Linked DNA regions of Zea mays: region 1 is linked to region 2. The links are chromatin contacts, called in public Hi-C maps. All regions are on one chromosome and are shown on one strand. The core of a region is the stretch at or near the end of the contact, and the rest is flanking DNA. Distances in the headings are between cores, read along the strand shown. Region 1 holds the start of LOC100282833 (heat- and acid-stable phosphoprotein). Region 2 holds the start of LOC100281917 (RING-H2 finger protein ATL2K).

Region 1 (2,700 bases), core at 159-2,658, 340 kb after region 2:
GAACGATCGACAACAACTAGTGCTAACATAGTACTAACACTATATTCGTTGAGAGACATTGGACCGTAACACAATGGTCCAATAATGTACTTGTTAGACGGTCCAACGAAGCGTTGGGTTGGATGTTGAAGGTGCAATGATTATATATCTCCTTGAGGTTATATATAGGATCCTAACCGACTATTATAGGTCTATAAGAGTTGACTAACATATTAAGAGAGTTGGGACTTATCTCTAGTAGCTTTAGCTACACCCACATGGTTAAAAGGATATGAAAGTGCATCAATACCTTTGTGGGTTTTAGTGGGTTGAGTGAAAACACTATCAAAGGACTAATCAATTTTCACTAGTGATGAACATTAAATTAAGTATAAAGCATATGTCTTAGGCATGCAAGGTTCAACCTAACAGAACAATGATGGTATTCTACAAAAGATGAAATGGTTATATGAATATAGAATATCACAAGCAATATGAGAAAGCAAACAAGATGAGCATAATTAGCATGAGACTTAAAAAGACTATGAATTGGAGAAGTCCCAAGCAAAGAAGGTTTGCTTATGGGCAAAGGATATTCAGTGTACATTCAAGGTGCTATGACTTAAGAAAAGCTTGATAAGATGAAGATAGCAAGGAAAGAACTTCGAGTGACTAAACATAGGAGAAGTTCAAGAGGACTAAAATACCAAGGCTAATATGAGATCATGCTATGTAGAGTGATCTTTGTTGAAAAAATATAAAGTATAAGATAGACATTGATTAGGTTGGTATTCAATGAGATATGACTTGGAGATAGTTTGATAAATTGAGGACAAGGCATAAAAGGGCTTCCCTGGCAAGGCGAAGGTCAAAGCAAGTGATGCTACAATATTAAACCTAATTATTTTATGATTATACAATAAATTTGCTAGTCACAAATTATTTTTTTTTCTTAAAAATGTCTCTTTTTTAGTCTTTAGTTAGACTATATTTAATAATTATATTTGACATCCAAACAGTTAACGTCTAGAACCAAACACCCGTTAAAACTAAGATTACCGTTTGAGTGGAGAAAAACGACACTAGGAAAAGAGTTCCACATGGCTGTGTAAAAAGCGATTAACAGTGAGAGGAAAACAAAACGATGCGTCAAACAATGGATAATGTAACTCCACATCGATGAATAGTTGAATACCTTCAACCTAGATTCCTATTTCGATTTTTCTAAATTTCAACAGTTCTATCTTATTCTCTATTTTATCTTCTAATTTAAATTCCAAACAATAAAACAATATTTTATATTCACGATATGCTCAACCCAACCTAAGCCGGAATAGGAGGTTGCTGGAACAGCGCACGTGTTGCCGTCTTGGCGACCCGTTTTGTGGCCTCCATAGCGGGCATCTTGCAAAGTCGCAACCGCACCGCACCGCACCGCACCGTTTCGCGGGCTCTCGAGTCTGGAGGGCCGAACCGCCGCCCCGCGATTCCCAGCCCACCATTGTATTATGGGGTGCGGTAGGTTTCCGATTCCTTCTGCGCTTTTCACGGTGCCCACCCAGCGTGCAACCTAGGCGAGAACCGCCTCCCCCTCCGCTCCTTCCAGCTCGCTCTGTAATCTGCATCAGCCTCGCCCGCCGCCGTCGCCGCCATGGGGAGGGGAAAGTTCAAGGGGAAGCCCACAGGCCGCCGCAACTTCTCCACACCCGAGGAGATCGGTAACGATGCGCCCGCCTGCCCACCTTTCTGTTTGGTCCCGTTTGTGGTCGAATTCGATTTCTTGTCTGGAGCGTGACGCGGTGAGCCTAGGCGACTGCTCGATCTGATGATTCCGGGGTGAGCTAATTCTTCACCGGGTTTGCGTGGCCGAGCAGAATTTAAATTGTCTAGTAGCTTGTCGCGAGTTACCACTTGAGATTCCCGCTTTTAGTCTGCGCCTCGGGGTTTTCGTGTACTGGTAGGATTTGATGGTGCCTCGGATCGTTGGAGGAACGATGATTTGTTGATCTAGTTGTTCGATTTGGAGGCTTACCTACCTGTGTTTGCACTTACAGTTTGGTTCGTAATTGTGTTTCAAACGTTTGGTTGCTTCTATTCATCCAGCAATGATGCAGTAGGACAACTTGGCTTTATTTTCCCTTCACTGTCAGAGATCTTCACCGAAAAGGGTTTGTGTGAAGTTTAAACGCAGTGGTATATCAATTAGCACACTGTATCTGGCCTCAGATGAAGCTCTAGAGGCTGAATACAGGAAAGAAATGCTACACTTAGGGCTTGTTTGGTTTCTATACTAGTCTGGGCAGGCTTAGCCAGCCATATCGTTCAGTCTTAGGCATAGGAAAATGGACACCTGAGATCTTTGCCTGCAACAGGCATATTCCCCCCGCTGCAAAGCAAACCTGCCCTTAGCCTCTTCTTGTTTCGTTAATTGCTACCTTGGGATATGGAATGGCTACTGAGAATTTTTTGGCTTGTTTCTTATAACCTTTTTTACCCTCCAAATAATTGCAGCTGCTGGTACTTCAGGTCGGCCACGCACCTTTAAGAAGGTCTGTACTATTCTTTCAATTAATTTGTTGCGCATGATGAGTGCTACTTCTATTCCTCGTGATCTTTTTTCACTCCTACGAGTGAAAATGGATTTCTTCATCACTTGATTTGGATAATATCAAATACAATTTTCTCCAACTCATATTTCTTCTCCATGGATGGTCACTTTCT
Region 2 (2,700 bases), core at 43-2,542:
ATGGGCCACATTGCTTTAACTTTATTGTCACATAGCTTTATCCACTCCATGGTTTCACTTTCACATATCTTTTTTTTTCACACAGCAAAGGTGTAGGACAAAAAACTTGAAGCTTCGCATCCATGCCTTGCAGCCTGCTAATTAAGCAGCGAAACTCGAGCGAAATATATAGTGGACAAAAAAAAGGGATTGAGTTCAAATTTGAACTAAATTGTAGAGATTCGAACCATACCAATTCTTTTGAAATGGGCTCTTACATTCATCAAAAAAAGTCAAGAGCTCACAGTCACAGACCTGTCTTACTACTGCACCACTCACGCAAATGCGGGATATACAAATGATGTGGAGAACGACCAGACTAAAAAGGCCGCCTTTCTTTCCTTTTTTTTCTAATAAAAAACAATAGGCTAATTATTGACGGCAACAGAATGCTGCTGCCGTTCCAAGTCGTCCAAGTCCCCGGCGTCGGCGTGTGGCCTCCGCGGCGCCGGCCTCTCCCTGCTGAGCATCTTCATCAGCGACGCGCAGGCACCGATCCCCCTCTCCGGCGTGGAGCTGCCGGCCTCCTCCTTGACGGCGTCCTGCACCACCTTCTCCGCCTGCACGAACAGAGCCGATGAGCTCAGTGCCGGCGGCGGCGGCGGCTCGACCTCGGCGCGGCAGACCGGGCACGACGAGCTGGACGCGAACCAGGTGTCGACGCAGGGGACGTGGAACACGTGGCCGCAGGCCGGGAGCGCCCGCACCAGCTCGCCTTCCTGCACGGCGCCGAGGCAGATGGTGCACTCGGCGCCATCGTCGGCGCCGCCCGCGTCCCTGTAGAGGACGGTCGGCAGCGCCGCGACGGCCGCGGGATCCAGCCCGCGCTTCGGGGCCGCCGCCGCCGCCGCGGCGGCCGTGGTCGTCGGCAGCACTGCCGCCGCGCGGCGGCGGTTGCGGCGGCGCACGTGGCAGACGTAGAGGTGGAGGAAGAGGGCGAGGCCGAGCACGGACACGAACGCGGCGACCGCGGTGGTGACGAGCCGCGCGTTGTGGCTTATCCCCGCCGCCGACCGGGTCCGTGCACCGCTGCCGAACCACGCGGACCCCGGGTCGCTCGCCTTCGTCGTCGTCGTCGACATGGTATCTGTCGTATCGTGTCTGTCCTAGCTCCCGCAGGTCAGCAGCACGCGCGCGGTCCTCTCTAGCTCCTCGGCGTGTCGGAGCAGGTAGTACGTACGGTACGAGCCAAGTTGCTCGGTTGGGTTGGTTGGTGAGTGAGAAGTGAGAAGCGACAACAATGGGTGGCGCGGTTTGGTGGGCGGGGTTGGCAGCAGCACCCCCCGCCTGCTTTTATAATAAGCTTAAGCAGCAGAGCAGCGTCCGCGCGCCGCTAATGGTTTGCTTTGGCACATAGGTTTCAGACTGGGGCCTGCCTGGGCATGGGCGGTGCGTAGTGGGCAGGCAGCACAGCGCGGCAGCTTCGGATGTCTGTCAACTCATGTCATGTGTGCAATGGTGGGGCGACGTTCGGTGCCTGAAAGCGATGCTGCATGCCGCGTGCTGCGGGTATATTTGAAGAGAATATATTTGGTGCACTTGAATTTAGTGTATATATTGCATATATTAAATCAGTATTATCTATTTTAATTTAACATTTTTAGTTGTTTGATATATTTTACTAAAGACGTTCTACAACGTGGTGGGATGTAGTCGTGAAAGATGTTATTTTTAAATTGCAATGATCAATAAGAGACGTCAAAACTAAGATGAATGGTGATAATTTAATATGTGCATTATGTACAGCAAGCTTCGATGTCCATCAGATATATCCTTGAAATTTCGACGTGGCCATTGGCGTTGCGCCCCACCTCTCCCTTTTTCTTCCCCTGGGCTCGACGAGACGTGACGCCGTGACGGGACTGCGACGATGCGAATCGCGCGCAAAGAAACTTGCTTAGCCTCGGAGGTAAAGGTCCAGGAGAGGAGCCGGGAATAGTTCGCCGATCGATGGTTTCTGGCCGATATGGATCATGGATGGGAGGAGAGTCTCTGCGAATACTCGTACGTATTATTGCGTGGTGCCAAGCGGTGACACTCGGCAGCCGGTGGTCGGTCGTCTACTGAAGGCTCCTCACCGTCGCGCTGGTGACACTGACCGGTGTAACTACAGTACAAAAACCGAGTTCGTAACTGAGGGCCGGCCAGTTGTCACTCACTCACTCGGTCACCTGTCCTGCACACACATCCAGTTCTCCTCCTCCAGCTTTTCTCGTGTCTACACCGACAGGGACAAAAGGCCCTTCCCTCATCCGAATCCTGCTTCTCTCGTGCCCTCACAAGTTTCAGCACACACACACACACATCTATACTATCTATTAAGAACGCAAGGGGTAGGCTGCCTCCCCTGGTTCTGCCTCCGGGTAATCTGGACCGTTCGTTTGCCTCCGGGTAATCTGGACCGTTCGTTTCATCCAGGCGATCCGACCCGTTCTGCCTCCCAACCGTGGACGTACATCCCCGCGCCAAAAAATACATCTTAGTGCGGTACCAGAGGAATTAGTCTGAGCAACAAACAATCCACGCCAACGTTTATAAGCCACGTTTGGTCTGTCTTAGTGGCCGGTATGGTACTAATCTAATAAATCCCATAACAGTGCCTGCGTGCAGCCCAGTGGTTCGTGTGGCCCAACCGTTGGTGCGGCCCATTATGCAGCCCAG

The links. Hi-C and Micro-C count contacts between places; a contact is called where the count stands out from the background.
Region 1: a Hi-C map of tassel shows a contact between it and region 2, with 2.3 times the contacts expected there. The contact joins the promoter of LOC100282833 here to the promoter of LOC100281917 in region 2. A contact is called at or near these places in 4 of 25 Hi-C or Micro-C datasets (bundle sheath, leaf and tassel).

The regions. Positions count from the first base shown.
Region 1 is chr8:180,768,510-180,771,209 of Zm-B73-REFERENCE-NAM-5.0, forward strand. LOC100282833 (heat- and acid-stable phosphoprotein) reads left to right here and starts at 1,409. Exons shown (of 8, transcript NM_001155739.2): 1 at 1,409-1,697; 2 at 2,491-2,528. The coding sequence starts at 1,631.
Region 2 is chr8:180,426,749-180,429,448 of Zm-B73-REFERENCE-NAM-5.0, forward strand. LOC100281917 (RING-H2 finger protein ATL2K) reads right to left here and starts at 1,293. Exons shown (of 1, transcript NM_001154836.2): 1 at 217-1,293. The coding sequence starts at 1,121. The coding sequence ends at 408.